4 separate regions of the Sus scrofa genome follow, and regions 2, 3 and 4 are each linked to region 1. The links are chromatin contacts, called in public Hi-C and promoter capture Hi-C maps. All regions are on one chromosome and are shown on one strand. Each heading gives the region's core, a stretch centred on a gene start, on an enhancer-like site or on the middle of the called end of the contact. The rest is flanking DNA. Distances are from core to core; before and after follow the strand shown.

Region 1 (6,505 bases), core at 1,026-3,525:
GGCCCCTTCTCCCGTATGGCTTACCAGGCTTCCCACCTACCCTCGCTGGAGCTGCTCATCTGTCGCTGCCTCTTCCACCTCCCCATTGCCCTGCTACTTAAACTGCGTGGCGACCCACTGTTGGGACCTCCCGATGTCCGGGGCCGGGCCTGCCTCCACGCCCTACTCAACGTCCTCAGCATCGGATGCGCCTACAGTGCAGTGCAGGTGGTGCCCGCTGGCAATGCTGCCACTGTCCGCAAAGGTTCTTCCACGGTCTGCTCTGCTCTCCTCGCTCTCTGCCTTGAGAGCCAGCGTCTCAGCGGCTACGACTGGTGTGGCTTGTTGGGCAGCACCCTGGGACTCATCATCATTGTGGGACCTGGACTAGGGACACTGCAGGAGGGGACCACGGGCCTCTACACCGCCCTGGGCTATGTGCTTGCTTTCCTGGGCGGCCTGGCACTGTCACTGGGGCTCCTGGTGTATCGCTCCCTGGACTTCCCCTCCTGCCTACCGACAGTGGCCTTCCTGTTTGGCCTGGTGGGGCTGGTGGGCTCCGTGCCAGGCCTCTTTGTGCTGCAGACCCCCGTGCTGCCCAACGATCCTCTGAGTTGGAGCTGCGTGGGAGCAGTGGGGATCCTTGCCCTGGTCTCCTTTGTGTGTGTGAGTTATGCGGTCACCAAGGCCCATCCCGCCCTGGTGTGCGCCGTCCTGCATTCTGAGGTGGTGGTGGCCCTGATGCTGCAGTATTACGTGCTCTATGAGACCGTGGCACCTTCGGACATCATGGGGGCAGGGGTCGTGTTGGGCAGCATTGCCATCATCACTGCCCAGAACCTCAGCTGTGAGAGGGAAGGGCAAGTGGAGGAGTGAGATCGAACCTGAGAGCCTGGGGGTGGGGGGTGGGCAGGGGTAAATATAAGGAAAGACTGGAATACAAACATGTGAAAGAACTGGTGTGGGAGAAGGACACCCCTTGGAGTCAAGGGTGACCCGGGGACTTGGTAGGAGGTAGGAAGGGACTACCTAGAAAACCTGGAACCAGCCTGGAGATCAACATATTTGGAATCTAGGCTGGGGCTTGGGATCAGGGCAGAACTAAGGGGTGACATCTGAAGAGCAGATCAAAGGGGCTGAAGCAGGTAGGCCATGAGCCACTGGGAGGATTTTTCCCTCGGCAGCAGAGAGAGAAGAGCACTGGGGCTGGAGTGACTGGGGCTTTCAGGCAGATCAAGCAGCTGTGCTGGCGGAAGGGAGTATGCCTTTTTTTTTTCCCCTCTGAGCGTTGGTTTCCCTTCCTCGTGGTTATGCTCCCCCCTCCCACCTTGGTGTGGTGACGTGATATTGACATCAAACAAGGATCACTCTGAATGTGGCTCTGCAGTTGGTGTCATCTCTGCTTTGGAAGGACAGTGGAAGTCCTACCCCCTGCTCTTATTGGAGAATCCCTTAGGATCCTCACACACCTCTACCACCATCTTATTTTTGAGATATTCTAGAAGGGGGAGGATTTCCTCATGTTCAGAGGCTTTGACCCCGAGTTCCCCAGGACTTCTGCGTCCCGCCCCATGGCTAATCTGCTTTTCCTGGATTGTCGCGGTCCCGTGATCTCTCCCGGATAGTGGCCAGCGTCCTTCCGGAGCAGGCCTCTGAGCTGAGGCCTCTGGCAGCGGCGCAGGCCGGAGATCCTAAACCAGAGCCCCGGACAGCGCTCCGTCAGAGGCCTGGAAATGTCCACTCGTCTCAGGAGGCCGCTCGACATATATCAGCTACTTCCGGACAAGCAATTGGCCTCGCCATCTTGACCTGTTCTTGCATATTCAGCGCGACTACTGCATATTCATGACCAAGGACGGCCCCCAGCACTCCCCCCTTCGGGAACCTACTTGGGAGGATCCGACCGGCCCCGCCTCCTTCATTACCGATTCTCAGAACAGACCATTTTCCAGTGAAGGGGGTGACATGAATGAGAAACTTTGGCTGAAAATGAAACCTCACTCGGAACGAGAATAAAAGCGGCCTATATTTACCCTTGATCCTTTAAACCTTAAACCTCAGTGTAGGAGGGAGGAGGGAGGGGAGGCGACGGGATAAAAACCGTTCCCTTCCCCCTTGTCATTTCAAAAGGTCACCCCAACCAGGGAGCCGGGGAGGGAGGATCAACGCCTCAAGCGCGCGCCCCGTGCACGCCGGCGCAGGCGGCCCCGTAGCGCAAAGGAGGGCGGGAAAGGAAGGGGCGGGGGAATGCCGGGGCGAATCTATAAAGGGCGTCATTCGGCCGGTTCGCTCCTCAGAAGCGCCGAGAGCGCGGCCGGGACGGTTGGAGAAGAAGGCGGCTCCCGGAAGGGGGAGAGACAAACTGCCGTAACCTCTGCCGTTCAGGAGCCTGGTTACTTATTTATTCGTTACCCTTTTTCTTCTTCCTCCCCCAAACCTTTCCCTTTCCCCTCCTCTTTTTTTTTTCTTTTCGGGAGACGAAAAACCTCCGGAAAGGCGGAGGAGAGCTCCTTTCGCCCCTTTTCGTTTCCCCGCCTACTTCCCTCCCCCACCTTTCCCTCCTCCGGCTTTTTCCTCCCAACTCGGGGAGGTCCTTCCCGGCGGCCGCCCCGACGGGGTCTGAGCACCTAGGTGGAGGCGGCGCAGGCTTTTTGTAGTGAGGTTTGCGCCTGCGCAGCGCGCCTGCCTCCGCGATGCACGGGGGTGGCCCCCCCTCCGGGGACAGCGCATGCCCGCTGCGCACCATCAAGCGAGTGCAGTTCGGCGTCCTCAGTCCGGATGAACTGGTAAGCGGCTCTACCCTCCCACTCTTTCTCCCTCCCGCGCTGCGGGCGGAGCTTGACTGCAGCTGCGGAAACTTGGCGCTGCTCGCTGGCCCAGCGTGGCTGGCGGGGCAGATGGGTTAGCGGCGCCAAGGCATTGCAGAGTCCAGCTTCCCGGCCTCCCCAGAGTTAAGTTTTCCTAGGGGTCAGCAAGCTTAGCGCTGTTCCGGGCTGGGGGCCTGGCCGCGAGAGGGGCTGGAGGGTGAGAAGGAGGAAGAGACCGACCTTAAACGAGATCACACGGATCCTAGGGGGCCTTCGCAAGTTTGGATGAGAAGCCGAGCCCCAGATTTTTTTCCCTCCCCCTTCTACATGTATTAATTGAGCACCTGCTACGTGATAGACATAACAGACGGTGGGGACGCCGAGCCGAACAAGACAAGGACCCTGCCTCCTAGAGCACATTCTTTGGGAAGGGGCAGGGGAGACAGCCAGTAAACACGAATAAATGAATGAGCAAGATCATTCTGTGAATGGCAAGTGCCTTGAGTGAAGTGAAACGGTTTAATGCGATGGAGAGCCATCGAGGGAGAGCTACTTTGGATGGGGTGGTGTCAGGGTCTGGGAAGGCCTGTCTGAGGCGGTGACATTACCCAAAATATGAGAAGCAGCCAGTCTCTGGGTCCATGGATTCTAGGACAAGAGCTCTTTAGGGAGAGGAAAGAGCAAGTGCAAAGGGCCTGAGGGAGGGATTAACTTGATGTGCCCTGTGGGCTGAAAAGCGGTCAGTTTAAGTGGGTGAGGAGAGTATTATAAAATGGGCTGGAGGAACTCCAGCGTCTAGTTTACATACTTCTGGTCAGCAGTGTTTGGAATAAGCGAATATTGGGTGTCCATGTTAAAAAGAAAGCAAAACATCTTTTTTTGGAGGAAAAAATAAAATGGGCCAGAGAAGCATGAGGTGGGACAGGCCAGGTGGGGTGTCGTCAATTGTGGTAAAGCATCTGGATCTCATTCTCTTTTTTCAGTAGGAAGCCATTGGAGAATTATAAGCAAGAGAGTGACATCGAGTTTACATTAAAGAGAAAAAAAAAAAACTTACAGGAGTTCCCGTCGTGGCTCAGTGGTAACGAACTTGGCTAGGAACCATGGGGATGTGGGTTCCATCCCTGGCCTTGCTCAGTGGGTTAAGGATCTGGTGTTGCCATGAGCTGTGGTGTAGGTAGCAAATGCCACTCAGAGCCTGCATGGCTGTGGTGTAGGCCCAAAGCTGTAGCTCTGATTTGACCCCTAGCCTGGGAACTTCCATATGCCGCAGGTGCGGCCCTAAAATATATATATATTACTATCTTGGTTGTCTTATGAAGAACTGACTAGTGAGGAGGGCTAAGGATGGAAGCAGGAGAGACCAGGGAGGACGTGGAGCTGTTGGTGACTTGGACTCCTTCCTTTGTGGAGTGAACTGAAGGAAGCCTTTTGGCTGGAGAGACTGGAATTGAGTGGATGGAGACGGTTTTGTCCAAGGAAGAGGCTCAGCTGTAGGAGAGTTGTGTCAGGAGTTAGAATCTCCTGAACTCACACCTCTTAGGATAAATTCCAGATGGAGTCGAGGTTGAAATCTGAAGAACAAAACTGGGGCGTTCCCATTGTGGCTCAGTGCACCCAAATCCAACTAATAATCATGAGGATTCAGGTTCGATCCCTGTCTTCCCTCTGTGGGTTAAGGATTCGGCGTTGCCCTGAGCTGTGGTGTAGGTCGAAGATGCAGCTTGGATCCCGAGTTGCTGTGGTGTAGGCCGGCAGCTATAGCTCCGATTCGACCCCTAGCTTGGGAACTTCAATATGCGGGTGCGGCCCTTAAAAGTGGCTCAGTGGAAACGAATCTGACTAGGAACCATGAGGTTGCGGGTTTGATCCCTGCCCTTGCTCAGTGGTTTAAGGATCCATCGTTGCTGTGAGCTGTGGTGCAGGCCGGCAGCCATAGCTCTGATTTGACTCCTAGCCTGGGAGCCTTTCTATGTCGCGGGTGCGGCCCTAAAAAGACAACAACAATCTGTAAAGCACTTGAAAAATATAGAAGCCTTTGGGGGGGGGGCTGATACCAGGGCAGACACCTTTAATAGTCAGTGAATTATAGGTACGTTTTTGTTCAGTGCCTGTTATATGATAGGCACTGAGCTCAGGATTTTATCTTCAAGGGAAAGCAAGGCAGATTTCACTGCATGAGACTAAGAACCACCTCTGTTTTATCAGAGACACCTGGGCAGCTAAAAAAATCGATAGGGACTGTGAACCAGCTATAATGGAAAAAATAAAAATCATTATAAAAAAACTGGGAAACAATATTTGTAGTGTGATGGACAAAGGGACAAGGTTAGACTTCTTAATAAACAAGGAGCACTTAGGAATCAGTAAGGAAAGGAGTTCCTGTTGTGGCTCAGTGGAAACTAATCTGACTGGTATTCATGAGGATGCAGGTTCGATCCCTGTTCTCACTAAGTGGGTCAGGGATCCGGTGTTGCCCTGAGCTGTGGTGTGGGTGCCAGATGCGGCTCAGATTCCGTGTTGCTGTGGTGTAGGCCAGCGGCTGTAGCTCCGATTCGACTCCTAGCCTGGGAACCTCCACGTGCTGCAGGTGAGGCCCTAAAAGGCCAAAAAAAAAAATGAAGAAGGAAATCAGTAAGGAAAGCACACATCTAGACAAAAGGGTAAAGGATACGCATAGGCAGTGCACAAAGTCCTGCAAATGGCCAATAAAAATATTCGGCTCACTAATAAAAACATGCTGATGACAATAAAAATTTTTCTTTAATATGATTTTGCCCTGCTGACACAAATATTGGGAACTGGGCACGCTGTACGTTTGTTGCTAGGAGGAGAAACTGGTATGTAACCAGAGACGGTTCATTTGGCCCCTTGAACGTGTCCCTCCCCCGTCTTTCCTGGTTCAGCAAGCAAGGCATGGCTCCACCACTCATCCAGTGGCGGAGGCCCCACATCGCAAAGCCATCTTTTTGATTCTTTCTCACAACCTCTGTTCTGCCAGTCTGTCAATGCTGCTCTTCAGAACATGCGTGGGATCCGGCTTGGGATCCGGCTGTGTCCGGCGCCGTCCTCTCTCCTGTGGAGTGCTTGCTGCAGTAGCCCTAACCCCATTTGTTCTTCCTACCGTGTGCAGAACAGCTAGCGAGGTCTTTTAAGCCTGTCTCTTCCCCACGTAGAATTCTCTTCAAAGGATCCAGGCTCCTCACTCTGCTCCGCAAGGTCCTGTGTTAGCTGGCCCTTGCCTGCCTCTCCCACTCATTCCCGCTCTCCTTTTTGCTCTTTAGCCACACTGACCTGCCGGTTCGTCCAGTCCTCCAAGCTCCTTCCTGCCTCAGGGACTTTATTATTCACTCTTCTTACTGCTTCCAACAACATTGCTCAGACCCAGGGGGCCCATTCCTTTGTTAGCCTGTTCTCCCTTCAAATGGCGTCTCCTTGGGCCCTCTTCCCCCCACCCTGTTCAGGTAGCATCCCCCTGCCTTCTCCACCCCCAGACTTGATTTTACTTCATGCTGGTCCATACCTGCAAGGATGAGTTTTTTCTGTTTCTTCCTTCCTCAAGAGAATGTAAACTTCATAAGGGACTTTGTATTCACCTCTCTTCCTGCAGCGTCTCAAATAGTCCCTGGTACATAGTCGGCATGTAATAAAAGTTACTTGAATAAGTGAGTGAATGAAATGATTGGTAGGAGGATAAACTGGTATAAAGATATGTGAAG
Region 2 (6,505 bases), core at 2,280-4,779, 210 kb before region 1:
GCTTAGCAACCGTCTCCCTGGAACTTAGAGCCGAGGTAGGAGGTTGTGCTCTGATGAAATCTGAACAGGCCTCCATCTTAGGAAAATTGAGACGTCAGATCGCCCAACCCCCGGATTCTCCCTTCCAAAGACCCCTGCGCCCCGCAGTTTCTTAGACAACAAGCCCCTCAAACCCCGTCTCCTTTCGGCACATGGGACCACGCCACGCCCCTACCGGGGCAACCCCGCCCTCATTTCGGGCCGGTTACCCAGCCCCAAGGCCCCGCCCCTTTTCGAGGGTAATTGCCCGCCTCCCTGGATGGAGTACGCCAGACCCCGCCCACCTGCCTCTAGGAGACCACGCCTCCGTCCACTTCCCGCCCATTCGCTCCCCCGGCCTCGCCCACACTGTCCCTCCGCCCCGCCCCAGTCGGCCAATGAATGAGGCCATTGGCCACACTGCCCCGCCCCCGGCGTCTTAGCTTGCCCAATAAGGACCACCCGGAGGGTTTAACCGCTTCGCCTCCGGGACTCTGGCCAAATGCCCCCGGTCTTTCCCCACTTTTCCCCCCTCCCCCACTTGTTCTGCTCCGCCCTCCGCCACCCTCGCCCGGCCCTCAGGCCCGCCACGCAACTTCAGTCGTCGCCGGTTACCATGGCAACGGCGGCAGCAGCGCGGGGAGAAGAGGGAGGGACGGGGGCGGAGTGGGAGAGAGAGATGTTCAGAGACAGAGAGACACCGGCAGAGAGATAGGCACGGAGTAAGACTAAGTGATAGCTGTAGAGGCAGAGCGAGCACAATGCATAGGGTCCGGCACAGAGTAAGCAATCAATAAATGTTCCTTAAATTACTGCGGCAGGAGTCTAAATATAGGCAGTGAAAGATGGAGGACTCAGATGGAGCTGGGAAGCTCAACGACCGCAAAGCATGAGCACCCTCTACCCCACCCAGCATTTGGGGGGGGACGGACAAGTGCCATGTGCCCCCTGCTGGCTCCTCCTAGGCTAACCCTGCGCTGCCCTGAATAGAGATGAACCACAAGTCCCAACAGCCCCACGGGCAGCAACCCTCTAACACTGAGGGAACTTGTGCCTCAAGGCCTTGTGGGACTTGAAGTCCCCGCCATCCCGAGACAGACAAGTTTTGCGGCCAAGGAATGTGGCAAGCCTGGGTCTCCACGCCTCTGTAAAAGCCCCAAAATGCATGATCCTCTCTGCGTAAGACTCCTTCCTTCGGGAATGCTCAACCCTGGGCTCCATCGAAGAAGCAGGGTTCTTGAAGGAAGACGAATAACCCCCCCACCCCCCGTCCCAGAATAGCTGCCAGTGCAGGCAAGCCCCTCACCCTCGCTGGCATATGTGTGTTCACGTGTTGGAAGCAGAGCCCACACATTCCAACTGGCTTTCCGTATACACCTGCACATAAGGGACTAGAGCCAGGGAGCCTAAGGCTAAGGGGCAGGCTACGGGCAGGAGACCACCGGGGAAACTGAGGATCAGACAGACATTAAAGGAGAGCAGCCCAGAGAAACTGAGGCACAAAAATCCACGGAAACTACAGGGGATGAGAGGAAGCAGCAGCATGGGAGAAAGCCCAAAGCCCGCAGAACAGGGGATAAGCAAGTAGCTCTGGAGAGGGGGTCGGGGCTGGGACCTAAAGGTCCTCCGCTCCCAGTCGCCTCTGTCCAAGCTCACACATGAGCGAGGCATGTATAGACGCATGTGTACACACATGTGTGAGTTTGTGGCAGGGAACATGTGTGTCCTCAGCTCCCTCCCCTGAGAATCTGCAGTTCCCACTAAATATAACCCCCTCCCCAGCCTGTGACTCACCCAGACCCCGCCTCCCCGGCCCCCACTTCCTGTCCCACCCCCCAACCCCCAGCTGCCTGCCACCCGCCCAAGCCTCCCTCCACACACCAGGCATCCAGCCTCCCAGTCCCAGAGTCCTAGAGCCAAGACCAGGGTATTCTGCATCCCACCAGGAGCTTGCTAGCTCTGCCAGCCAGGATCTCTGGCACTCCAACCACAGGGATAGCCTTGTACGGATCTTCCCGGCTGCCAGCCCGGCCCTCCTCTGACTCCTTCTCACCCCAGTAACCTTAAATCCAGGTGTCCTCCCCCACCTTTATCCCAAGGGTCAGGGGTAACAGGAACATCCCCTCCACCTGCTCTTCTCCCTCTTTCTCAACCAGGGGTAGATATTGTGTGGGAGGAGATGGGGGTGATGGGCATCTGCCTGGGCCACCCCCAAATTCTGCACCATGCACCTGGTCCCCCTCCTCAAATCCCCTCTCTCCCCAAACCTCTCCTCCTCCTCCTCCTCAGGAGCTGCCAGCCTCAGCTGCTGCAACCTTCCACCACCCAAGGGAGCACCCCCAATCCTAACCTCACCTGGTCCCTTCCCTCAGGTGATCCTATGTCAGGCCCTAGCTCGCTGACAACTCCCAACTATCCCCATTCCGTAAGCTGGAACCCTAAATTAACTGCTCCCCCAAAATGAGAGCACCCCCAAATGTATCTACCACGAGACGCTTCTTCTATAACCTGAAGGCCTTCCCCTTCCGTGCCAGCTGACACCCCCAGACCAGTCAGGCCCTCACAACCAGTAACCTCCTACCCCCAAGCCAGGAGCCCCCCTGAAATTGGACAAGACACCTGCAGACCAGTTTGTCTCCCAGGGGAGAAGGGGACCCCCCACGCAGAGCCCCTCTTCTAACACACACCGGGCAGGACTCCCATGTGAGCCAGGCTTCTCCTTAAATAAGTCTCCCTCAAACATCACTGGTGAAGCTCAGAATCCACCAGCCCCCAAGTCACAGAATACCCCCTATTTTCCATTTCTCCCCAGGTACAAAGGGATCACTCCAGGGGGCACCTGTGGCCAAACCCAGCATTTTCTCAGCCGTGAACCCCCAAACTAAATTATGACCCCCAAATCCATCTTCGGATGCTCTCACGCCAGGGCCCCCGGGCGGCAGATTAGGCCTGACAAACCCCTCCCCACAAACTCTCACCCTCCCCCCAGGTGACTGGCCCCCCCATCACGGCTTACCTTGGTTGTCACTATACAGAGACAGTCCATGTTGGGGGGCCTGGCCGCGGCGGCGGGTAAGGGGCTCTGACTTCATCGGAGTTTCGTTCCTCCCCTCCCTGGGTTCTCACCCCTCCCCCCTCCGCACCCCACTTTTGCAGGGGGGGCCAGGATGGGGGGAGGGGTGAGAGGGGAAAGAGGGGGTTGGAGAAGGGGAGGGGAGGGGAGCGTGGGAGGGAGGGGAAGGGGGCCCTAAAAGGGGGTCCCCAGTGGAGGGGAGGGGGCTTGGGGAGCACACCCCGATTCTCAGGAGGGGCGGGGGCACCGGGGGCTGGCAGCCCCGGAGTTCGGGGGCTGGGGCATGAGCTGAGGTGGGGGAGGGGAGCTGGATTTCGGGGAGCCCCGGGGTAAGGGGGGGTCTTGCCTAACGGCCAGGGGCTCGGGGCCGTGGCGGGGGAGTGGGGTGGGGGGGTCGGAGGCGGCAGCGGCCGAGGGAGCCGTGGAGCCGAGGAGGGAAGGGGAGAGAGGAGGAGAGAGGAAGCAGGGGGAGGGAGGGAGCGATCGAGGAGCAGAATGGGGGGTGCCTTGGCAGGCTTAACTCCTTCCGCGCTGGCAGGAACCCGGATAATGGGAAAGGAGATGGAGGCAGGAGCGGAGAGGCCCTGAGGCCAACATGGAGGCCTGGCCAGAGCCACCAGCGCTGACAGCAGAGCCAGGGAGGAGGAAGCAGCCCGAGATGGGCTGGGAGCCGCCAGGGTGGCGGGGCCGCTGGAGAGAGGCTGTGCTCGGGGCAGGCAGGGAGGGAGGGCCAGGCACGAGGGAGTCCCTGGGGGCCTCAGCTCCCTCAGACGCACAGGAGGAAGCCTCAAGAGTGACTGAGTCCTGGACCCTTTGGGGCCTGCAGCTGGGGCAGGTGAAGAGGGGGCTGCAGGGGCGCCTGACTCCGGCCGTGGTCCCAGGGCCCCCAAGTCTCAGGGTAATAGTAGCAGTGCTTTGCGCACCCCTCCAGCCCTGCCTGCTCCCTCGGGAAGTCGGGCCCCCACCCTCACCCCCTTACCTGGCTCTCTGAGATGGAAGCCTCATAATAGTCCAGGATGTCTGTCACAGGAACAGAACCACCGAGTTACCTCGCCCACCCCCTGCCTCTCTGGCCGCCCCTGCCATCACCTCACCTCCGTCTGCCCGCTAAGGGAGGAACCCCTCCAGCCCGGGCTGGTGGACGCTGATGGAGGACCCCTGCCTGGGGCTCCTGCAGCTACCAAAAGATCTCCAGACTCCCAAGCAGCCCCCAGGCCAGCCCTTTCCACGGCTGCCCCTCGGAAAATCGGGGCTACTCACCCAGCAAGGCCTGGAAGAGGTCACTGTGCAGCACCGTGAGGAGAGGGGGTGCCCATCGCAATAGTGGGGGGGCCAGGAGCCAGAGGGCTGACCTGGGAGCTGGTGAAATGCAAATGAGGGAGGATTGGGACAAGGGAGCCAGCCACGAGGCGCCAACACATTCACCTCCGCCTCTTATCTCTGCTCTCTCACCCCAGACTCTCTGGAGAGGTCCAGGACAAGGACCCCCAGGCCCACCCTCTCCCCCCAGGCCTCTCCTTCACAAGGACTCCTGTTTTTCACCTCTGGGTCCCTCGGACATCTCTCTCTTCTCTCACTTTAATCTCTCTAATCCCCCCAGGGTCAGAGGAGCTGAGCTGCCTCCTCCCGACCCAGCTGGACCTGCCAGGCAAAGCAGGCAGCCTCCGACCCGCCCGCTGTGCCACCACCATCACCATCTTCCTCCTCACACCCTGGCCCCTCCCCAAAGCCAGGTGTGACCCCTCCACTTTCCTGAAGACTGGGCAAGGGGGTCAGCTGCTCCCACAGCTCAAAAGGAAAGGAAACTGTCACTCTCTTCTGGGCCTGGCCCCCGTGAGAATGGCAAAGGGGCATAAATTATCTGGGACTTCTGGACCCAGGGTTAAACATGTTTGTGTGAGAGAGAGAAAGAGAACCAGACCCGACAGGGACATGAGAATTCCTACGGTTCCTCTGGGGCCTGGGAAGAACCCATCTGCCCAGAGGCCTGGCCTGAGCACATGGTCTCAGCAGAGAGCAGAGGGCGGAGACAAAGATGTTCAAGGTCTCAGCGGACCCACCTGGCTTCCTTCCTATTGTCAAAATTTAGGTGTTTCAGGAGCTCCCCTTGTGGCTCAGCGGTAATGAACCTGACTAGTATCCCTGAGGGTCAGGTTCAATCCCTGGCCTTGCTCAGTGGGTAAGGATCCGGCATTGCCATGAGCTGTGGTGTAGGTCACAGATGCGGCTCGGATCCTGCTGTGCCCTGTGGTGAAGGCCAGCAGCTATAGCTCCGATTTGATTCCTAGCCTGGGAAGCTCCATATGCCGCACCTGTGGCCCTAAAAAGCAAAACGAAAAAGCTGACGTGTTGCTGGAGTTAGGGACTACTCCTAGGCTTCAGGAAAACATTCCTGGGACACCCACCCCACATCCACCTTGAGTCACCCGCCCCGCCATTTCACTCCCTTCCGTGTCGGTAGAGACCAATTTGATGAGACACCGCAAAGAGTCGTCTTTCCACGCCCCTGCCTCTGGCCTCTATCTTAGGCTTCTCTCTTCTCACCTCTCCCTTCTAATTCCACCTGGAAAGTCCTCCCGTCATTCTACCCTCCCTCCCTCTGGCTGCAGTCTCCTAAATTTCTCTCTCAGCCTATCGCATCACCCCTTTTTAGGGCGACACTCTAGTTCGGACAGGCGAGATGAAGGAGTCTGGGTAGATAAGGGACGTCTGGGGATGACCCTAGGTCATCCAGCATGCAGGTGCTGGGTGGCGCCCCGGAACTACAGCTCCCAGCGTGCCCTCGGCGCCCGGAAGCCCCGCCCCCCCGCCTCCCGGTGCATTGTGGAGGATGAGTCAGGGCGCGGGTCCCAGACTTTGGCAGATCTGGCAGGAGCGCTAGGTCACAGCGCTCAGGGCAGCGGCGGCCGTCGCGGGTTCGGAAATGCAGGCGGCGAAGATGACCCCGAACGTGGGGCGGCAGCTGCTGAGGTTGGGGGGCGTAAGGTGTGTGTACGACAGGAGGAACAGGGGCAGCGGGCCCGGGGACCGGGCCAGCCCTGAACCCCTACTTCCCACAGCTCGAGACTCTCTGCGCTCCCGGAGCAGCCCCGGCCCGGCCCTGCCTGGCGTCCCTATGCCCATGGGGCCGCCCAGGTAAGGGACGGCAGCTTTCGGGGGGAATGGGGGCGGTGAGAGCGGCAGTTGGCCTCGGCTGGCTCCCACCTCCGACCGCCAACAGGGGTCTCCCTCTGGGTCCCAGTCACCTGCCGACTGGCTGCCCCGGCGCAGAAAGTAGGGGAAAGGGCAGACAAGGTGCCCTAGGATGGAAACTAGGGGAAAGGCTGCGCCCTCCCCTAACAGCCAGCTCTAACCCTTTGCTTTCTTTGGCGCTTCGGAATCCCAAGACCAAGCCTGATGCCCTCTCCTCTGAGG
Region 3 (6,505 bases), core at 2,081-4,580, 170 kb after region 1:
GCTGGATCCTTAACACATTGAGTGAGGCCGGGATTGAATCCGCAGCCTCATGGATACTAGTCAGGTTCATTACCCTGAGCCACAAAGGGAACTCCTTGAACAGCCTCCTGACATATGACACAGAAATGGCCATTAAGCACAAATTGCTGAACACAGTTAACAGAGAACTGCAAATTAAAACCACAGTGATATGCCACATTAGAACCACTGACAAACCAAACACCGAGGCAGGATACATCTTGCTGGTGGAAGTGTAAAATGGTACAACTACTTTGAATAATGAGAATCTTTTATTTAAAAAATTTTTTGTATGGTCGCACCTGTGGCACATGGAAGTTCCCGGGTAAGATCCTTAACCCACTGAGCCAGGCGTGGATGGAACTTGCACCACAACAGCCACTTGAGCTGCTGCAGAGACACCAGGTCCTTAACCCTGTGTGCCACAGTGGGAACTTCAGAATTTTTAAATAAAATTTAAAAACGCATAGATGTATTCCCTACTCTATGACTTAGTAATTCTACTCCTAAGTATATATCCAAGAAACATAAAAACATATGACCACAAAAAGAACTGTACAAGAATGTCAAGAGCAGCTTTATTAAAACTAATCCCAAACAGGAAACAACTCAAAAGGCCACCACGAGGAGAATGGATAAACAATGGATGGTTTATTCATCCAGTGCAACACATTAAATGAAAAGGAGCAAGATACTGATACACCACTGACACATGCAATAAAATGGGTGCATTACAAAGATTTTGCTGAAGGAAAGAAGTCTGACACAAACGAGCACGACCTGTATGATTCCATTTATAAAGCAGTTCTCCAACAGGCAAAACTATTCCATGAGGACAGAAATCAAAATGAAGGTGGAGGGTTAAAGATAAACTGGAAAGAAGCATGAGACTTGTATTTTGATAGGAGGTGAGTGTAAATGCTACCTCGATTTAGAAAAAAAGCGCGTAAGTACCGCCCACAGAGTCTGATTCGCAGCAGGTGCGAGGTAGGCGACCGCGCCCTAAATGGTGAAGATGCCCCAGGAGAGCATTCGACGGACTCCGCGCGGGGTCAAGCCGCCTCCCGCAGGCGAGAACTAGCCGGGACCGGAGGGCTGCACTTGGGAGCTCCGTCCCCGCCCCTCTCCAAGCCCCGCCCCTTCCGCTTTCACGACGTTCATTCTGCGTCCGAAAATGGGGATGGCTCAGCCCAAAGCCGGATACAGAAGAAATTGTTTCTCTGCCACAAACAAACAACCCCATCGTTATGCTTTTTTATCGTTTAAATCTCAGATGTACCCATTCTCGAAGATACCCAAGGTTTGCCTTCTGATATTTAAAGAAAAGAAAACCGCCCCAGGCAATGGTAGCGTCCGCCTGGTTAGCAGACAACCAGGAAGGAGCACACCATTCACAAGAGGGGGAGGGACTGAGGTTTGCATCATAACAAATGCTTTTTCCTTCCCAAAAGCGGTGGCTAAGTAGTCCATGAAGGACAAAAAAAAGGTAGAGGGGGTTAACAGCCCCTTGCAGCAAGCAATAGGAACCAGTTTAAAAGACCTTTTCTCTTTCTACTTCCCTCACATCGGGTGAATAGTGGGCTGTTCCGAAGAAAAGAAACCGGAAATGCTCCTGCGAGTGGCAGAAATGTAAATGCAGAGCCAAACAATAACAGGGCTCCCGGGCCTCTCCGGCCGGGTTACTCCTCCGAGGCTTCGCGGGCAAACCTCTTGTTTAGCATGTCCCATTTCCACAACTGACAGCCTTTAAATGGACTTTCTCCATCCTGAGGCGCTGAAGGCCAGTTGGAAAGTTCACTCAAGAAAGGACAAAGGTCCGGAAGTTAGCACCTTGGACTTCCCGGAGCACTCCGGATAACCACTTCGGAATGGAGTCCAGGGTTCCACTGGGATGCCATACGCACTAAAATCTCGAGCCATAAATCCCCAAAGTTCCAAGATCCCAAAGCCTCGGACCTTGATGCTTTGTGTGTCTTATTAAGGGCTCCCCCACACCGGGTACTGAAATGGGGTGGTGGCGGTGGTGGGGAAGAACCCCTTAGGCAGGCTCAAGTTTTCCCCAAAGCCCCACTACCCGGCGCAGGTGTTCAGCTTTTTAGTTCGGTTGGTCCTAACATCCCTATCATCTACACTCAGGCCTCCCAACATTGCATTCCTCTGTTGATGCCGCTAGAAGAACTTCCATTTCCCCCCCCCCCCCAAATCACTAAATCTTTCGCTCCACCTCCATCCTCCTTTCTTCTGAGCTGAAAATACACAGACCCGAGAGCCCATGACTCATAGAGTATTCATCAGGCTCAGTTAAGAGCTTACCCGAAGCTCAGGAGAGCGTGTCACTGTCCTGGGATGCACGCTCGAGACGGGACGTCAGGTGACCCCGGAGACCAGCAGCTACCTGCGCCAAGGATGGTGGCCCTGGACTTTTGAGGAGCTCAAAACTTTTAGCGCCAGTCCGAGCACATGGGAGGGGAAAATCCCAATCCCAGCAACCATCGCGAGACTCCTGGCACAAAGTCGCCATGACAAGTAAGGGCAAGCAATTACCCTGCGGGCGGTGGCGACGGACGGAGGTGGTGAGGGTGAGGGGAGTCAGGATTCCTGCTGTGTTGGTTTTGTAGCTACTGACAGTTTGCGGTGAAGAAATTCGACAACCCAGATCTGTGAGAACAGAATTGGTGGAAACCATTTTGAAAGACTTGTCCCCGAGTCAGACATGAAGGTGAAAGAAAGACAGCCTTTGCACCTTTTGCCTGGAACTCTGCTCTCCCAGATGGCTGGATAGTTCCTCATTAGCTAAAATGTCAATTTTTAGGAAGACCTTCCTTAATGTTCCAAGCTAACGTATTCTCCTAGTTACGTTGTATCACACTGTCTTGTTTAATTTCCTTCCTAGACCCTATCACGTTTTGAAATAATTTGTTCCTTGCCTTCAATACACAGCAACCTAAGCGTTAGGAGAGCAGAGACCTTGCCTACTATCTTATTCATTCTTGTCTTTTCCAGTACAGTACTGGGTAGCAAAGAAGAGCTCAATGATAAATATTTATTGAATGAATGAAAAGAGACGGAGGTCTGAGGAGTTGAGATGCAAAACAGGTTCAAACCCCGTAAAAACAAATATAGCGCTCGCGCCCTCTGCAGGTGGGGAGGGGAGTAGGTGCTTGAAGAATGATAGCGCGAGGAGCTCAGACACATCTCCCTGACTCAGAAGCTCTCGGACTACAAGTCCCAGCAGGCACTAGGAGATTCAGGACTGGAGGGGAACGGTAACCCGTGACCTGTTACGTCCCTGCCCCGCCCCTCTTGTGGGTCGCCCGCGAAGTCTGATCCGGGATGCGGAGGTCCAATCGAATGGTGGGCCCAAATCCCGCGAGAACAGGTGGCGCGTAGCCACCGACAGGGCTAAGGATCGCCGAGCTCTCCAACATTCCTGTTCGCCCGCCTCGCCTCGCGAGGCCTGGGGGCGGGGGGCTGTTTTCTGTCCTATCCCGGGAGCAGAAAGAAGGCACTGCTGGGTTTCTCCAGTTCTGCGTCCGGATCCGTGCGAACTTACGGCGGTCTCTGCCGTTCCGCAGGCCCGGCAGCTGGTAGCCGGCGGGAAGAGGATTGCCTGGCCGCGGCCAATGTTTGCCGTGCTTCCTCTGCAGTATGAAGACCCCGGAGGCGCCAGTGTTAGCTCCGGACTGCCTTCCTTCAGACCAGGCCCCAGCTGCAGCCCGTCTCTCTCCTCAGGCTTCCTCGATGGATAAAAATACGAACCCTGAACAGACGCCACCGCCACCCGATGGGGATGATGCGCCCCGGATATCCCCGGATCCTGGAGCTGGCTCGGCCGTGTCCCAGGAGCTGGGGGAAGGGGACCCAGCTTCTCTCTCCACTCCGTTGGAAGCTGAGTTTGATACTCCTAGTGAGTTGAGCCCTCGAATCGAGGAGCAAGAACTTTCTGAAAAAGTGAGCCTTCCTGCAGAAGAAACGAACAAGCCAGAGTTGGGGCCGGGAGAAGACATGGAAGATGTGTCTGAGGAACCCGCTCCAGAGGATGAGGGATACACGTAAGTGCTGATGGCAGTTGGCTCAGGAATCTGAGGAGGTTGGAAATGTGAGATATATCTCATCCGCCAGTCCTCAGCCCCACTTCTCCAGGCCCATTTCTCCTTGGCTTTGGCGACCCAGGTTTGTCTTCCCCATCTTCCTTCCAGCACTTGGAACTACAGCTTCTCGCAGCTACCCCGGTTTCTTAGCGGTTCCTGGTCAGAGTTCAGCACCCAACCTGAGAACTTCTTGAAAGGCTGTAAGTGGTAAGTAAGGATGAGGAGGGGGCTCACCTCTGCCACAGGTCTGCTCAGCTCAAGCCCAACACTCGCAAGATACAGGTCTATCCAGGCTTCTCTCTCCTACTCCTAGGGCCCCTGATGGTTCCTGCATCCTGACCAATAGTGCTGATAACGTCCTGCGGATTTATAACCTGCCCCCAGAGCTGTACAGTGAGGGGGAGCAGCTGGAATACGCAGAAATGGTAAGGGTAGGGACTAACTGCCCCTTCCTCAGCCAGGGCACTTTTAAGTCCTGCCTGTAGATGGAGAAAGTACAGTCCACATGTTTCCTGTCACAAACAGGGTATTTTTTCACCGTGAGTTTCCACAGGTAGCATTTTCGGCCGTCAGTTCCGAAGTCATTTAAAGTGATATTTGGCTTATCTTTCATTAGGAATATATGTTTTCCATAAAGGAGTAGTGGATTTCTCTCCGTAGTTTTTAATTGACTTTCAGATATTTATTGAATGACCACTAATATGCCACCTACTGTGTTTGGTGTTGGGGTGAAGTGATGAACGAGACAGATGAAGAACTGGTTTGCTTTCTTGTGTGGGAAACATGTTACCCAATAAGCAGTCAAGTTCATTATTGAGTTTAACAAATACCATGAAGGGGTATTTGTTAAATACCGCAATGGGAATGAATCCAGCTAGGAACCATGAGGTTGCAGGTTCAATCCCTGGCCTTGCTCAGTGGGTGAGGGATCTGGCATTGCCGAGAGCTGTGATGTAGGTCACAGATGCGGCTCGGATACTGCATGGCTGTGGCTGTGGTTATGGCCGGCAGCTGTAGCTCCGATTCGACCCCTAGCCTGGGAACCTGCATAGGCCACAGGTGCGGGCTTTAAAAAAAAAAAATATATATATATATATATATACCGTGAAGGAAGTAAACAGAATGAGGAGAGATTAACCAGAGGATACCACTTTAAATAAAGTGGCTGGGGAGGAGTTCTCTGAAAAGGAAACATTTGAGCTAAGACCTGAAGGATGACAAGATCGGCATGTGAAGAGGTATAGAAAGAGTGCTCCACAAAGAGGCAGAGATGTGGGAATTCCCGTCGTGGCGCAGTGGTTAACAAATCCGACTAGGAACCATGAGGTTGCGGGTTCGATCCCTGGCCTTGCTCAGTGGGTTAAGGATTTGGCGTTGCGGTGAGCTGTGGTGTAGGTTGCAGATGCGGCTTGGATCCCGCATTGCTATGGCTGTGGCGTGGGCTGGCAGCTACAGCTCTGATTCGACCCCTAGCCTGGGAACCTCCATATGCCGAGGGAGCGGCCCTAGAAAAGACAAAAAAAAAAAAAAAGAAGGGGGCAGAGATGCTACAACAACCCAGAGAACCCAGAGCTGGGAAAGAACTTCATGTGTTCAAGGAACAGAAAGAAGGCCACCATGCCTGATGCCAGATCTTGTGGGTGGGGCCTTCGGAGTGCCTCTGGGAAGCCATGGGAGAGTTTTAAAAGAGAAGAGTGTTGGGAGTTCCCATTGTGGCTCAGTGGGTTAAGAACCAGACTAGGATCCATGAGGAGGTGGGTGCCATCCCTGGCTTTGCTCAGTGGGTTAAAGGATCCGGCGTTGCCATGAGCTGCACGCATAATTCGAAAATGTGGCTCAGATCTGGCGTTGCTGTGGCTGTGGTGTAGGCGAGCAGCTGTGGCTCCAATGTGAGCCCTAGCCTGGGAACTTCCATATGCCACAGGTGTGGCCATAAAAAGAAAAATAAAAAATAAAAGAGTGAAATGATAGTTGAAGTTTATTTACTCATTTATTTTGGCTGCACATGAAAGTTCCCAAGCCCAGGATTGAACCCGTGCCACTGCAGTAGCAATGCCAGATCCTTAACCACCAGGCCACCAGGGAATTCTGATGGACTGTGAGTGGTCAAGAGTGGAGACTCTGTTAAGACGCAGTTTGTCATAGTCCAGGCGAGAAACGATGCTGGCTTGGGCTGGGGTGGCATCAGGAGAGAGAGAGATGGGTGGAGTTGAAGTATATTTTGTGGGACTGCGAAGCCAGTGGGGTGGATGGAGATACAGTTCACTTGGGAAGTGAAGAGCTCTTGGGATGGAAGTCAAGGGTTTTTAGGTCGCGGCAATGTAAATCTAAGGGGAGACTTTGAGAAGGGTGCTCGGGATGTAGTTTGGGAGTGGGAGAGCATCTTGTGGCTTGAG
Region 4 (6,505 bases), core at 2,407-4,906, 150 kb before region 1:
GGGTGTTTTTCTTCCTCCCTCCCAACTCGCTCGCCTTATTCCTATTGTCTCTTCTACTCTCCCATTACTTTTTTTTTGACTTTTTCTTTTTTTTAAGGGCCGCACCCGTGGCATACGGAAGTTCCCAGGTTAGGGGTTGAATCAGAGCTACAGCTGCCAGTATACACCACAGCCCCAGGAACTCGGGCTCTGAGCCTTGTCTGTGACCTACACTACAGCTCACGGCAACACTGGATCACTTAACCCACTGAGCGCCCAGAGATTGAACCCACATCCTCATGGCTACTAGTTGGGCTCATTACCACTGAGCCAGGACGAGAACTCCCCCCATACCTTTTTTTTTTCTTTTTTTTTTCTTTTTAGGGCTACACCCATGGTATATGGAGGTTCCCAGGTTAGGGGTCGAATCAGAGCTACAGCTGCTGGCCTATACAGCACAGCCGCAGCAACGTGGGATCCAAGCCACACCTGCGAACTACACCGCGGCTCACAGCAATGCTGGATCCTTAACCTACTGAACGAGGCTAAGGATCAAACCCACATCCTCATGGATACTAGTCAGGTTCATTTCGGTTGCACCGCAACAGGAACTCCCCCACCCACCCCCATCACTTTAATGGCCGCACCTTCGGCATGTGGACGCCCCAGGAGAGGGATGGAAACTGCACCACAGCTGCAACCCAAGCCCCAGCTGCGGCAAAGCTGGATCCTTAACCCACTGCACCAGGGATTGAAACAGCGCTGCAGAGTCAATACACGATCCTTAACCTACTGTACCACAGTGGGAACTCCTTCCCCGGGCTTAAACTCTTAGAAACATCCCTGATATGCATCAGAATAAAGCATCTAGGAATCCCCTGGTGGCTCAGTGGGTTAAGGATCGGGCATTGTTACTGCTGTGGCTTGGGTCACAGCTGTGGCGTGAGTTCAATCCCCAGCCCAGAAACTTCAGAGCATCTAAATGAGAGCAGGAATGTGCCTTGCCCCAAGTGGAAGGACAGACCCCAGCCCTGCACCCCCTCTGCTAGATTTGCCCCCAACTTTGCCTCCCTCTACCTCTACCGTTTTCCCTTTTGTCCTCTTGGTACCTTTCTCGGCTTTTCCTCTTTCCCTGTCTTCTCCCTTTGTGGTATTCCAGCATCCCTGGTTTTCCTTTTACCTTCCTGATTGGTCCCTCTCTGCTTCCAGAAATCAACTCTGCTCCTTTATACGCATAAATGATTAGTTCTGCTCAACATCAGACCTTGGCTCCTCATCTACACCGCCTCGAGCAGATATGTGCAGCCATTCACCAAAGGCTGCGCCCACTTCGTGTCTGCTGCTCCCCGATCTGTGTTCTTTTCTTTTCTCTTCTTTCTAAGGCTACACCTGTGGCATATGGAAGTTCCCAGGCTAGGGGTCAAATCAGAGCTGTAGGTGCCAGCCTACACACCACAGCCACAGCCACAGCCACGCCCAATCCTTAACCCAGGGAGCAGGGCCAGGGATCCAACCCACATCCTCAGAGATACTAGTCGGGTTCTTAACACACTGAGCCACAACGGGAACTCCTCAATCTGCAATCTTGGCCATCAGGAACAGACCCTCATTTCATTCATTCAGCAGACATTTACCGCGTGTCCACCCCTAGGCTGGGTGCTGGGGAATACAGAGGTAAACAACATCGCTTGTCCTCAAGGTTAAGGGACAGAGAAGAAATGAGGACAATATACTATATTGGAGACACGTGGCCCTCTGGAGAAAAATCAAGGAAGTTTTCACAGAGGGGGTCGCCTTTTTCGAGGATAAACAGGACTATTCCAGACTGAGGGATTAGGATGGCGAAGGCACCAAGCAGTCAAAGAGCACAGTGTGTTCTGGGTACAAGAAGTAGTTAGGAACTGATGAAAACTTGAGTGGCGGGGATAGAAGGTGAGGAAGAGACAGGAGAGGAAAGGCAGCAGGTTTTGTTCACTCTGAAAAGGGGTTTGAACTTGACAGTGGGCAACAAAGACTTGTAGGGCAGGACTGAGGAGGCTGAACTTTTGTATGGGACTCTGCCTTCCCTGTAAGACAAGAAGAGGAGCAGGAAGATGAGTTGGCGGGACGGCGGTCTGGACCAAAGTGGCAACAGTACAGGTGGAGAAAATCAGATGAATGTGAAAGCCGAGGAACTCAAAACATCAGTGCTGGGAATGAACTGGATGGGGGGTGGGGGTCGGTACAGGAGAGGAGGAATCAAGCCGGACCTGATGGGAGTGACAAGGGTGGCTCTTAGGGCCATTCACTGAGATGAGGAAGTTAGCAGGAGGAGCTGGTCTGGACACGCTCATCACGTGAGCTGCCCACCCAGGCGGTAACCGAATACTCAGATCTAGAGCTCCAGAAGGAGGTCTGGGATGGGCCTGAGGGGCACCTTGGAGTGGGAGAAGGTCTGGGAGAGTGGCTCGGAGACCACCTCGGCCCGATCCGCTGCGGATCCGCGCTCTCCCTCCAGATGGCACTACAGCACCGCGCTTCCGAGGCCCGTTTTCCCAGCCGCGTGCGCTCCCCTACCCAGTGTTCTGCTGCTCTCGGGACATGCCAACTCTAGGTCGTGCCCTCCTCCCTGGGCAGGATTTAGCTGGGGATTCAAACCCAGAGCGGCCTCCAGGGAGCGTGTCCCAAGTCGTCCACGCGGCTAGCACATTCTTGGCAACTCAGGGGCCTCAGGACTGGTGACGTGGTTGGTGTGACCACCTGTCCCTTGGGCCGCTTCCAGTAACCAACGTGGGCCACGGGTGTAGGGGAAGGACCAGATAGGCAGAGCCCGGAGCAGGGATGTACGGAAAGAGGACCACCAAGTCCAGACACCCGACCCGCTAGGAACGGAATTTCCTGTCCCCGGGGCCATCACCGCGTGGGGAGCGTGTCGCGGACCCTTTAAGGCTCCATCTCCCTGCCACCACCACCCCGCCCGGGACAGGCCAGGACACCGGGGACCTGACATTTGGCGTCTCCCAACGTAGGAGCTAAAAATAACCGCCGTGGGTTACTCTAGGCCATTGGCCCGCACCCACCCCGCGCGCCGCCTCGCGCTGTCTCGGGCCGCCCGCGGTCTCAACCGGGCAAGTGTACCTGGCCCATCTCCTCTCAGACCCCGCGGTTCCGAGCCAACGCGCAGGGCTTTGAAGTCGCTTCTCCGGCCCCCAAGCTTGGCAAGTGGGCGGAGTCTTCGCACTTAAGGCGACGGAGCCGCCAGGTCTCCCAGGACCCTTTTCTCAAACACTTCCCGGCGGAAAGCTGGCGGGAACCGAGGGGCGTGTCTCGCCGGGCACGCTAAGGGGCGTGGCCTCGCCGGCCAACCCGACGGCTGGTGCCAAATTCCCAGCCCGAGCTCAGGGAGGGGCGTGGCCTTCTGGGGTGTGCGGGCTCCTGGCCAATGGGTGCTGTGAAAGGCGTGGCCCTGGGGGCTGCGGGGGCTGCTCCTCGGGTCTTTTCCCCCCAAGCCAGGCTCCACCAGATCCCTGGGAGCTACACTCTGGCTCCTCGGCTTGTGGCTGTGGGTCCGACCCGGCCCGCCCTCCGTACTGCGCTTCGGGACCCCCGTCGCCCCTGTGTCCTTCTGCCCGCCAGGCTGGGGCCACAGACCCCCAGTCGCCTCTCTCCGGTCTCCGGCAGCTCCTGCGCCTCCAGCTCCTAAGACAAGATGCCGTCGGGCTTCCAACAGATCGGCTCCGAAGTAGGGCTTAACATTCAGGGGCGGGATGGGGACACGGGTCCCGCTTTTTCTCGGGCTGGGGTCGCAGTTGGGGTCAGCGAGGGGGCGGTCCTTGCGCAGGTGCAGGGGGTGGGGTGGGGGACTGGCTATTTATACCCGGGGCTTGACAACCCGTGACTGTCGAATTCCAGTCCCTCGTGGAGGCAGAGTGGGTCTGGGGGAACTTTCCGGGGCAAGGACTACAGCTGCATTCCGCGCGTCCCAGGGTTCGCCCCTCCTCGCGCTGCGCGGGGATCGGGGACACCCTGCATTCAATCCAGCTTGAGCAAGCAGACCCCGGCGGGTCTTGCCCTCCAGGAGCTGTCCGTTTGTCCCGGCTCGACCGCAGTTTTTCGAGGACCAGAGGCTTCTCCGTTGGCCCCCACCCCCACACTTGGCAGTCCTCCTGGACGCTGAACTTTCCCTCGGCCCCGCGGTTGGTGGAGGGGTAGAGGGGAGTGTCGGCCCTCCCTCCTCCAGCTCAGGTTTCCCTTTGGAGACAGTCTGTGCCGCCAGCGATCAGCCACCACCACCACCACCACCACCGCCCCTCACACCACCTTCCCGCCCCCATCCCCTGGGCAAGTCTCTCCCAGGCGAGAGCCGCCATGGCCCCCTGCCCTTTGTCGCAGCTTAGAGGGGGAAGGGAGGCTGGGGCGGAGACAGAGACGGCCACAAGGCTGGGAGGAATGACCGCGATGTCCTTTTAGGAACTGCCCTTCTTGAACCTGTTGGGGGCTTCCAGGAGCCGGCTGCCAGAACCCCCAGGGAGGAGGGAAGAGGACAGAGGCTGCTGATGATAATGCACTTGTCACTTTATAAAGCCAGTACAGTTGGGGACACAATTAACATTCAATTTTGATTTTCACACTTTCACTGACACATAGACAAAGCAGGCAACATCATCCGTATCTCCCCAGTTCTCCACAGTTCAGAGAGGGGAAGTGACTTACCCAAGGTCACACAAAATCTGAACTCAGGTCTTGTAAGACCAAGGCTGTCCCAAGGTCACAGAGGAATTGTGAGACCCAGGTCCTCAAACATTTCTCTGCCTGCTGGACTCAAACATCGGTCCCCCCCCCCCAAGCCCAGCTGCCCGCAGGTTCTTCCCGCTCTTGTTTACATTGAGATCTTCAAGGGATTCCTAATAAGGTCCACTTTCCTCACCCAACGAGCTGGATGGAACCCAGCACCTTAAGGCTCCTGCTGGGCCCAGGCCTCAGAGGGAAGGAAAGAAACCACAATTCCACGTGACATGTCCCCTCTCTGCTTCCACCTGCCCAGGATGGGGAGCCCCCTCAGCAGCGAGTCACTGGGACCCTTGTCCTCGCCGTCTTCTCCGCTGTGCTCGGCTCCCTGCAGTTTGGCTACAACATTGGGGTCATCAATGCCCCCCAGAAGGTGAGGGGCCACAGCTGGCAGAGTGGGGTTCCCAGACAAGGCGGGGGAGGAAGGGGGTGAGCAGAGAGGGACAAGTCTGCAGGCATCACTCCTGTGCTCCCCCCCCCGCCCCCAGGTGATTGAACAGAGCTACAATGAGACGTGGCTGGGCAGGCAAGGGCCCAATGGACCCGGCTCCATCCCACCAGGCACCCTCACCACCCTCTGGGCTCTCTCCGTGGCCATCTTCTCTGTGGGTGGCATGTTCTCTTCCTTCCTGCTTGGCATCATCTCTCAGTGGCTGGGAAGGTATTGGACTGGAGGGCAAGGCTGGGGGAACAGGAAGGGAGCCAGAGCACAGCTGCCCTCTGACGGCCCCACTCTTTGCGTGCCAGGAAGAAGGCAATGCTGTTCAATAACACCCTGGCAGTGCTGGCGGGTGCCCTCATGGGGCTGGCCAAGGCGGCTGCCTCCTACGAGATGCTCATTCTTGGACGGTTCCTCATTGGCGCCTACTCAGGTACTGAGGGCACTGCAGCCCCGCCCAGTGCCTTGCCCTCCTTCGCTGTCCCTGGGTTTGGGGGTCAAAGTGGGCAGCCGCCTGAGAACCTCCCTCCTTCCCTCTGCCCAGGGCTGGCATCTGGGCTGGTGCCCATGTACGTGGGGGAGATCGCCCCCACTCACCTGCGGGGTGCCTTGGGGACACTCAACCAGCTGGCCATCGTCATTGGCATTCTGATCGCTCAGGTGACTGGGCCTGGCCTCATGGGAGGTTAAGGAGGGGTGGGGGTGGGGCTCTGGGGAGGGCTGAACGGCCCACCCTCTCTCCCTCCCGCCCTTCTCCCGCAGGTGCTGGGCTTGGAGTCCATGCTGGGCACTGCCACCCTATGGCCACTACTCCTGGGCATCACAGTGCTGCCTGCACTCCTGCAGCTGGTCCTGCTGCCCTTCTGCCCAGAAAGCCCCCGCTACCTCTATATCATCCGGAACCTAGAAGGGCCCGCGAGAAAGAGTGAGCTCCCGGGCCGTCCTGCTGTAGCACCTGTCTTCCTCCCAGGCCCCCTCCCTGTCCCCTCAGGCCTGACCCTCCTCGCCTCCAGGTCTGAAGCGCCTGACAGGCTGGGCCGACGTGTCTGGAGCGCTGGCTGAGCTGAAGGAGGAGAAGCGGCAGCTGGAGCATGAGCGGCCACTGTCCCTGCTCCAGCTCCTGGGCAGCCACACCCACCGGCAGCCCCTCATCATTGCAATTGTGCTGCAGCTGAGCCAGCAGCTGTCGGGCATCAACGCGGTACATACGTGGCAGCCTCAAGGAAGGGCAGGGGTTAGGGGAGAGCCCGAGAGAAGGGAAGAAGAGAGCAAGCCCCTCTCCATTAAAATTCAGGGTCAAGGAGTCCCTGTGGTTCAGAG

Evidence for each region. Promoter capture Hi-C pulls out the DNA fragments that hold promoters and counts their contacts. A called contact is a pair of places that touch in the nucleus more often than the background predicts.
Region 2: a promoter capture Hi-C map of fetal liver shows a contact between it and region 1, with 2.3 times the contacts expected there. The contact joins the promoter of DLG4 here to the promoter of POLR2A in region 1. A contact is called at or near these places in 2 of 5 promoter capture datasets (fetal liver and liver) and 1 of 47 Hi-C or Micro-C datasets (liver).
Region 3: a Hi-C map of liver shows a contact between it and region 1, with 7 times the contacts expected there. The contact joins the promoter of WRAP53 here to the promoter of POLR2A in region 1. A contact is called at or near these places in 8 of 47 Hi-C or Micro-C datasets (blood, heart right ventricle, liver and 3 more) and 2 of 2 datasets of contacts at active chromatin or transcription factors (alveolar macrophages and skeletal muscle).
Region 4: a contact with region 1 is called in a Hi-C map of liver, with 6 times the contacts expected there. The contact joins the promoter of SLC2A4 here to the promoter of POLR2A in region 1. A contact is called at or near these places in 1 of 5 promoter capture datasets (fetal liver), 6 of 47 Hi-C or Micro-C datasets (embryonic fibroblasts, liver, retroperitoneal adipose tissue and 2 more) and 2 of 2 datasets of contacts at active chromatin or transcription factors (alveolar macrophages and skeletal muscle).

What each region holds. Positions count from the first base shown.
Region 1 is chr12:52,777,558-52,784,062 of Sscrofa11.1, forward strand. POLR2A (DNA-directed RNA polymerase II subunit RPB1) reads left to right here and starts at 2,276. Exons shown (of 31, transcript XM_021067825.1): 1 at 2,276-2,765. The coding sequence starts at 2,673. SLC35G6 (solute carrier family 35 member G6) reads left to right here. Exons shown (of 3, transcript XM_003483096.4): 3 at 1-2,018. The coding sequence ends at 855. It overlaps LOC110256108 (cytochrome c oxidase subunit 6C-like), which reads left to right and starts at 5,292. Exons shown (of 1, transcript XM_021067829.1): 1 at 5,292-6,505.
Region 2 is chr12:52,570,492-52,576,996 of Sscrofa11.1, forward strand. DLG4 (disks large homolog 4) reads right to left here and starts at 3,530. Exons shown (of 20, transcript XM_003481294.4): 1 at 3,035-3,530. The coding sequence starts at 3,064. It overlaps ACADVL (very long-chain specific acyl-CoA dehydrogenase, mitochondrial), which reads left to right and starts at 3,030. Exons shown (of 20, transcript XM_021067809.1): 1 at 3,030-3,090; 2 at 6,151-6,226; 3 at 6,478-6,505.
Region 3 is chr12:52,951,344-52,957,848 of Sscrofa11.1, forward strand. It overlaps WRAP53 (telomerase Cajal body protein 1), which reads left to right and starts at 3,331. Exons shown (of 10, transcript XM_003131944.4): 1 at 3,331-4,070; 2 at 4,218-4,316; 3 at 4,423-4,534. The coding sequence starts at 3,667. TP53 (tumor protein p53) reads right to left here and starts at 2,443. Exons shown (of 11, transcript NM_213824.3): 1 at 2,332-2,443.
Region 4 is chr12:52,625,090-52,631,594 of Sscrofa11.1, forward strand. SLC2A4 (solute carrier family 2 (facilitated glucose transporter), member 4) reads left to right here and starts at 3,657. Exons shown (of 11, transcript NM_001128433.1): 1 at 3,657-3,700; 2 at 5,003-5,119; 3 at 5,235-5,407; 4 at 5,494-5,618; 5 at 5,730-5,845; 6 at 5,948-6,110; 7 at 6,199-6,386. The coding sequence starts at 3,668. It also overlaps a transcript of CLDN7 not described here.